Linked DNA regions of Podarcis muralis: region 2 is linked to region 1. The links are chromatin contacts, called in public Hi-C maps. All regions are on one chromosome and are shown on one strand. The core of a region is the stretch at or near the end of the contact, and the rest is flanking DNA. Distances in the headings are between cores, read along the strand shown. Region 1 holds the start of ITGA10 (integrin subunit alpha 10). Region 2 holds the start of LRFN4 (leucine rich repeat and fibronectin type III domain containing 4).

Evidence for each region. A called contact is a pair of places that touch in the nucleus more often than the background predicts.
Region 2: a contact with region 1 is called in a Hi-C map of tail, with 7 times the contacts expected there. The contact joins the promoter of LRFN4 here to the promoter of ITGA10 in region 1. A contact is called at or near these places in 2 of 3 Hi-C or Micro-C datasets (blood and tail).

Annotation. Positions count from the first base shown.
Region 1 is chr16:16,920,996-16,925,006 of rPodMur119.hap1.1, reverse strand. It overlaps ITGA10 (integrin subunit alpha 10), which reads right to left and starts at 2,654. Exons shown (of 30, transcript XM_028710249.2): 1 at 2,322-2,654. The coding sequence starts at 2,373.
Region 2 is chr16:17,120,694-17,124,476 of rPodMur119.hap1.1, reverse strand. It overlaps LRFN4 (leucine rich repeat and fibronectin type III domain containing 4), which reads right to left and starts at 2,442. Exons shown (of 3, transcript XM_028710553.2): 1 at 586-2,442. The region is part of intron 11 of PC (pyruvate carboxylase); the gene reads left to right.

The DNA.
Region 1 (4,011 bases), core at 1,405-3,904:
ATGTGCAATGTATGTAAGCCGCAGAAAAGAAAAAGACCTGGGGTGATTCCTCCAGACCCCAAGGCTCAAGCAGCCCCTTGGAAATGTAGTTTTGGGGAAACATAGAACAAAGTTATTTTCAGTCCCAATGCAATAAAAGGCAGTGGACGGCTTTGCCAATCAGACCTCATTTCTAAACGTAAATAAAACTTGGCTTCACTGTGTAAGAGTGATTTTTATATTCTGCTTTGCAAATGCAACAGGCACCTGCAAGATGCTAGATCTCTGCTATACAGCAGCTGAGGTTTAGCAAAGTGTATTTTCATGAGAAGCCGTTTTAACTTATCATGCTCAGGTCTTGCAGAGCTTACATTGTCGGGGAAACCCTGCAGTGAAGGCAAAAGTGACCAGAAGTGATGAAGTTCTCATTATAACCAGAGAGAAGGAAATGAGGACCCCTCTTAAAGAGAGAGAAAAAAGGTGTCTCCCACTCAGAGCTGGGAGAGAGCTGGCTGTTCATGTTATTTGGCCAAAAGCCACTCCTAGTTAATCTCCCTCCAGGTTACTTTTGTGGTCTCTGTGTGAGCAAATCTAAGATTAAATTGGTGACTTTTTATTGTGGACTTTGAAACCATAACATGCTGGGTTACGGCATGGCTGTGCTAGCGGGGGCTGATGTGAGTTGTAGTCCAAAACATCTGGAGGGCACCAGGTGGGTGAACACTGCTATATACTTTTATGTATAGCAAGGTAATAGTTTTCCACATTTCATTTCCCTCCAACCCATTTGCAATCCCTGGTTCCCCTCCAAAAAAGATGTGTCTTTATACCTATAGCTCAGGACAACACTTCAGGCATGATGAAGTAGTCTGTGAAAGCTCATGCCGTAATTAATATGTTACTTTTTAAGATGACACAAGTTCTTGCCCCTGTCATGACTTTATCTCTCGGGGTTATCCAGTTGTGACATCCTGCTTGGTCAAAGAGGAGTTCCCCTTCTCTCCCCTCAGCAGCTTCCTAGCCCCCTCCCCCAAATCTGGTCCACAGGGTAGGGGAACTCTGGAGCAGATTTGGGTGGGTGGGCGCTGAAGAGGAGAAGAGAGGAAGGGGAGACCCCGTAACATCCCAGGGTGTGATGTTGGATCTTGTCCACCACTTCAATACCTTCATTTCTAATGTTAAAATAATGCTTCAGGGCTACCTCACAGTGTTGTCACAGGGATTACTGATATCATGGATGTGAAGCTCTTTGTATGAATGCTCTAAGGCACTGATTTAACATAAGAAGGACATAAGAAGAAGGCTACTGGATCAGGGCAGTGGCCCATCTCGTTCAGCATCTCATTCTCAAAGTGGTAAGGTAAAGTAAGGTAAAGGACCCCTGGACGGTTAAGTCCAGTCAAAGGCGATTTTGGGGTTGCAGCGCTCATCTCACTTTCAGGCCAAGGGAGCTGGCATTCAGCCACAGACAGCTTTTCCGGGTCATGTGGCCAGCATGACTAAACAGCTTCTGGCGCAACAGAACACCATGACGGAAACCAGAGTGCACAGAAACGTCGCTTACCTTCCTGCTGCAGCGGTACCTATTTATCTACTTGCACTGGTGTGCTTTTGAACTGCTAGGTTGGCAACAATGGAGTGGACCAACAGCTGTCTGTGGGAAACCCACAAGCAGCACCTGAACACAAGAACCCTCTTGCTTCCAGCAACTGGTATTCAGAAGCATGACTGCCACCAACCATAGAGAGCGTAGCCATTGTGGCTAGCAGCCATTGATAGCCTTGTCCGTCATCAATTCGTCCAGTTTTCTTTTAAAGCCATTCAGCTTGGTGGCCATCACTACCTCCAACTTGAACCTGAGCTTGTGTATTACCTCCTCCCTCCCAACCATTTTCCTTCTGTGCTGTGTCTCTTTCAGATTCTAAGCCTGAAGGCAAGGACTGCCTCTTTTGTAGTGGTTTGTAAACCACTCAGAGAGCGGTTTTTTGCTGATGAGTCAGCCTTAAAAAAAACATCGAAACGCTTAAAATAAAAAGATTTAAAAACAACAACAACAACAACCATTTGCAGAGAAGCTAAGCCAAAGGAAGGCACAAGGAATTTTGAATGGCTGGTTGCACAACCAGTCCATTGCAGCATGATTGAGACATGGTCTCCCCTTGGGTCAGTTCTGCTTTCCTCCCACTCAGGAGCCCTTAATGACATCCAGTAAACCTGTACTGTATCTTAATAGAGCTGCCTCCCTTCCATTCCCCAGTTCTCTCCTAACTTCAGGATAATTCTTCAGCCACCTAGCCTTTCCGTCTTTTAAAATGAGCTTAAATATTCTGGAATAAGGGTACCTGGTAGCAGGAGAAGGAAGAGGTAGCAGGAGCAGCTGTATGGCCCCATCATTATCACTCCAGTCAGAATCCGCACTAGTAGCAGGACGTCCCGAAAGAAAACCGAGGCCGTTTGGACATTTGGACCCTCGCCTCAGCAGCTGAGTGGTGGCGTTTGCAGAAGCAGCAGAGCCTCAAAGGTTACACTGTCTTCTGCTGGCCTCTCTCGTACACCACCAATTTTTTTTCCCCTTTCCCTCCTTCATCTCGGGAAAAAAGTTCCAATTGGCTGCTAAAAATAAATTAGACGTTCAGCCTTCCCTCTGTGCTCCTTCCTCCGTCATGTAGATGCAACTCGCTTTAAAAAAAAAAAAGAAAAAAGAGAGGGAATGGAAAAGTTATTTATTTTAAAAGATACCAAAATCACAAAGTAGAAACCAACCCAAATTATATGCCAGAAAATGGAGAGAAAATTGCTCATATTTCGTGGGTGAACCATGGTGATAAAAAGCTGTAAGAGACCAAGAGTCACTGTCTGATATTCTTTAAATTTTAACCATCTCTGACCGTACACAGAGTGCAATTATTTTACTGCTGAATAAGCACAGCCGATTCTCCCACCTGAGACATTCCAGGAGCAGAAAGCGCCAACTTCCCTGGCAATGATCTTCAATGGCACTCTTCATTTTATAAACAAGCCTTTCCTGTTATTGTTATTAATTATTAGTTTTATTAAAGTAGTTGACACACTTCTCTGACATTTCCTAGGCTTCACTCCAAGCCTGAGTCTAGCCCTGGAACTTGATGGCAATGCCAGCCCTGGTCTCAGCCCTGGAATGTGGGATGGGATAATTAAAATGAGTTACCGGTAGCCTCTGAACGTATGTAGAGTGCAATTTCTCCACAATCACAGCCATTCCCTAAACATTCATGAAAACAAGGATCAGGGTCTCTTGATAGACTTCAGTTTGCCACAATACAGTGGTACCTCGGGTTAAGTACTTAATTCGTTCCAGAGATCCGTTTTAACCTGAAACTGTTCTTAACCTGAAGCACCACCTTAGCTAACGGGGCCTCCTGCTGCCACCGCACCGCCAGAGCATGATTTCTGTTCTCATGATGAAGCAAAGTTCTTAATCCGCAGTAATATTTCTGGTTAGCGGAGTCTGTAACCTGAAGCATATGTAACCTGAAGCGTATGTAAACCGAAGTACCACTGTACTTAAGACTCACAGACTGTGGAACTCATTCCCACAGCAACTTGGATGGCTTTAAAGCAGGATGGGACAAATTCATGGAGGAGAAGGTTATCAATGGCTACGAGCCATGGTGGTTATGCTCTGCCTCCAAAATCAGAGGCAGCAATGCTTCTGAATACCAGTCACTGGGTAGCATAAGAGCAGGGAGAGAGCTCTTGTGCTCAGGTGCTGCTTGCAGGTTCCCCACAGGCATGTCAACCACTGTGAGAACAGGATGCTGGCCTAGATGGGCCATTGGCCTAATCCAGCAAGCTCTTCTTGTGCTCGATGCAGTTGAGTCAGTAAAAGACAACATTTGTGTGTGTGTTTTTTGGTTTCCTTCCGCTTGTAAAGCTTTGCCGTTGCCCTGGAGCTGCAAATTCCTTTGTGGTAAGAAATTAAAAGGTTTGTGTGGAAAGCGAGTAGGAGCTTTGTGCAACCGAAACCCCGAATTAAGGACTCCTTGTCAGCAC
Region 2 (3,783 bases), core at 1,193-3,692, 200 kb before region 1:
GTGGCCAGGGCAGGATGCAATTGAGGTGGAATAATTTGAAGCTGGCTGATCCCTTTCACCACCTCCTTCCTGCCACTGAGCATCTGCTTTCCATGACTGGAAGGGCACCCCGCTCAGATTTTAATCAAGATGGAAATACAAAGGTCAGAGAAGAATAAAAGAGGAGTGGGGAGAGGGACCCCCACCATTTCCATCACAATGCAACTTTATGGGTTAGGAAAAGGGTGAGGGGTGAAAGGAGATTCAGTGGGAGAAAAAGAGGTTTGGGAGATCAGATTCCTTTTTCTATTCTGGAAGCCTTTCCAGGGTTTGTAACAGGCAGAGACAGCTAAAAGGGGGCTCTCCTCGCCACCCCCCGGAGACCAGCGCACCCCATTTGTGGTTTTCTCCCCCTCCCCAAAATTAAATAAACACTCTGCAGTCCCCCTCTGCAGGACATTAGTCACTCCACAACCCCCCCTCCAGGAGCCATCACTGCCTAACCCAACTTCCCACAAAGCTCAGCTAGACACACACACCCCAACACACAGACACACATCACATTTCTGCCCCCCCCCCATCCATTCGCCCCAGATGCCTTTTTACCTTCTGCTCAGTGTCTCAGGGGCCCAGAGAGCAGCCGCGGCCATCCTGCTCCATCTCCCCGCCTCTCTGAGCCCCCTGCCTCTCGCTCAGGCTCTCCTGGCCGGATCGCGGCCCCCAGGTGCCCCCTGAACCCTCTGCTCCTCCGGGTGCCATGGAGGGGGGCCCAACCGCAGCGGAGCCCCCTTGCCTGCACGGCGGCTGGTGCTGCTGCTGCTGCGTGGCAAGCAAAAGTTCAGCGTGGCTGGAGGTGGCATCGGAGACGCAGGCAGCAGAACATCCTTCCCCCCCACCGTCGCCCCCCCCCCAGCCAAAGGAATCAGACTCAGGAAATGCTGCAGCGCTCAGGCAGACATGGGAGAGGGCATCCGTGCCACCCTCCTCAAGATGCTGCTGTTAGTGGAGCTCTCTGTGACTCGGGGTGCTCTCTGCTCCCAGGGTCTCTGCTCTTTGACCCTTTTCGCTCACCAGGACTCAGGCTGGGCCACCTTGCCTCTGACCCTTCCTGGGCTCGGAGGCTCCAGGTCCTCCCAAGGTGGCAGATGCCCAAATCAAATTCCTGGGCTCAGTCTGCTTTGCCCTCCAGCTCCTGTGTCCCGGTCACTGTTCCTGGACCCTGAATGCACCCCACTTTCCTTCCAGGTCCCCTTCACCCCTCAGGACTCCTGGGTTCCATGCCACTCAGCTCTCAGTTTCCAGATAAGTCTAGATCCCTTCGATTTCTTCATTCCAAGGTTCTAGATCTCCCAGGACAGGCCCATTCCAGGTTCTACATGGTCCATTTCTGATCTTGATATCTCTCTTGCTTTTCTGGATCTTAGTTCTAGATCCACAGTTCTTGAAGAATCCAGAGGGGGGTTGTTTGTTGTTTTTTTTTAAAAAACACCTTACCCTGGAAATTCCAGAATTGAGCTCGTTGGTCCAGCCAAGAGGCTGGGATTCCACCACCCACCCTTTAGCTTCTTGCCCTTCTAGCTGTCCAGTCTTTGACAGTTCCAGATTATATCCCAGTTCTGTGCCCTCTGGAGTTCCGGGTTCTAATCCTCCACCCTACTGGATTCCTGGTGGGCAGACCATTCGGTGCTAGATCTTTTGACTTGGCTTTCAGACCCCGAGAACCTTTGGGGTTGGGATGTCTCCAAGGCATTAGATCCTAGATTTCCGTTTATCCTTCCCTCCTTCTTGAAGCCCGCCGTTTTCTGCCTTTGCAGAACGTGGGATCTAATTCCTGGCGCCTTCAGAGACTCTCAGGGCCCTTCCAGGAACAACGACCTTTTGCACACCCCTTCAGGGCGTCCCCAGATCCTGTTTCTTCTGCAGATCCACCGCCCTTCTTTTCCTCCGGTCCTCCTGGGTCCTCCTCCAAGAGGCTCTTTGTCTCTCTGCCTGCCTTCCTGGCGGTCCGGCAAGGGGCTGGGAGGGGACCAGCCAGCAGTTTGCAAGCAGGGTTCTTTCAGTTTGGCCTCTCCATCAAATCTTTTCCCCCAGACGCCACCCCACCCCTCCGGACTGAAGCAGGCTTAGCTCTCCGGAGCGGACGGCTCCGCTGGGCTTGGCCCCTCCCCTTCCAGTGCCTGAAGCTCCTCCTACCCAAGCTCTGGTTGGGGGGAGGGAGTTGCCTGTGCCTGGTCTTTGAAGCAGCTGGGATGGAGTCTCCCCGCTTCCTTCTCGGGATGCAGAGGCAGAAAGAGTGATGGAGCACCTTACCCAAGAGCCAGATTTTGGGAAAACCTTTGCCTCTCAGTAACCAGGGCAGGGAGGCAGGCAGCCCCACTGTGTCAGGAAAGGAAATCCGTATTGTTTTCACATCTGATTCTACCCTTTGTGCTTTAAAAAGAGTGCTCACCCCCCCACACACACACATTTTTAAGTCTGGATTTCAGATTACCAGGCAACTTCCCTCCTCCCCCCCCCCCAGGCTGCAACCTACCAGAAGCAGGAGAAGTGGGGGAGGGATCAAAGAGCAGCTGGTACCAAGTTGGTCCTCATCCCGGTTGTCCTGGGAGACCCGTTGCTAGGAAGCGAGATTGCCCGGGGGGGCACTGGTGGGGGATAGCAAAGGGGTCCACGTGGAGCAGGGTGGAAAGGGGCCCTCATTTTTCGATCAAGGCCAAGGAAGGGGGCTTTTGACTGCGGAAAGGGGAGGCCCACACATTTTAATCTTTGCACCTGTTGTTTTCTTTCTTCCTTTCTTCCTAAACAGAGAGAGGCAAACATTACCTTGCTACTCCAAAACATGGCTAAAAACAAAACTAAATTGCAATCTTGCAAAGTTTCTTTCTAAAGTAAGTCCCCCACCCCTTGAAAATTTCATCCTGTGCGTGGTGACTCAGAAGTAAATCCTTCTGTGGAGGAGTTACTCTCAATAAAGAATGGACAGAACTTGGAGCTCATGCCCACTTGGATAGCCACTGAGGCTATCTCAGACACATTTTACTTGGAGTTATTTCCACTGAACTTAATGGAACTTACTTCCAAGCAAGCATGTGCAGGATTGTGCTCTTAGCCATACATGCCATTGGTGAGGTCCTTTTGAACCCCTCTGACAATACTGGTAACTCCTTTTTGTGTGTTTTCAGCCAGTAAGTAGAAATAACATTTTGGTGCTATTAAATCTGTGGGTGCCTCCAGATCCTTCTCACCGACAATCCCTTTTGGATAACATAAGGCCATATTTGCACCCCAAGGAATTGTGCATCTGCTTTGTATCACTGCTGATATTAGGAAAGTCTTTCCAGCTCTTCTGTATACAACAGCTTTCCTGGTCGCCACAATGTGACTGGAAACTCCATGCAGATGAATAAGCTGGTTGGCAAGAGATTGTTCCATCCCTCCTGCCAGTCCCCCTGGCTGAAGGCCAGAGGATGAGGTTGCCAGTGGCTACCAGCCACAATGGCTATTTTCTGCCTCCACTCAACACTTACTGGGATCCACAACTGAGGAGAGTGCTGTTGTGCTCAGGTCCTCCTTGAGGGCTTCCCAGAGGAGGCTAGTAACCATTGATAGTCTTCAGCTCCTCCGTGGGTTTGCCCAATCCTCTTTCAAAACCATCCAAGTTAGTGGCCATCGCTCCCTCCTGTGGGAGGGAGTACCATAGTTTAACTATGTGCTGCATATAGTTAAGCTATTATAGAACTCACTCCTGCAAGCCACCAACTTGGATGGCTTTAAAAGGAATGGACAAATTCCTGAAGGAGAAGA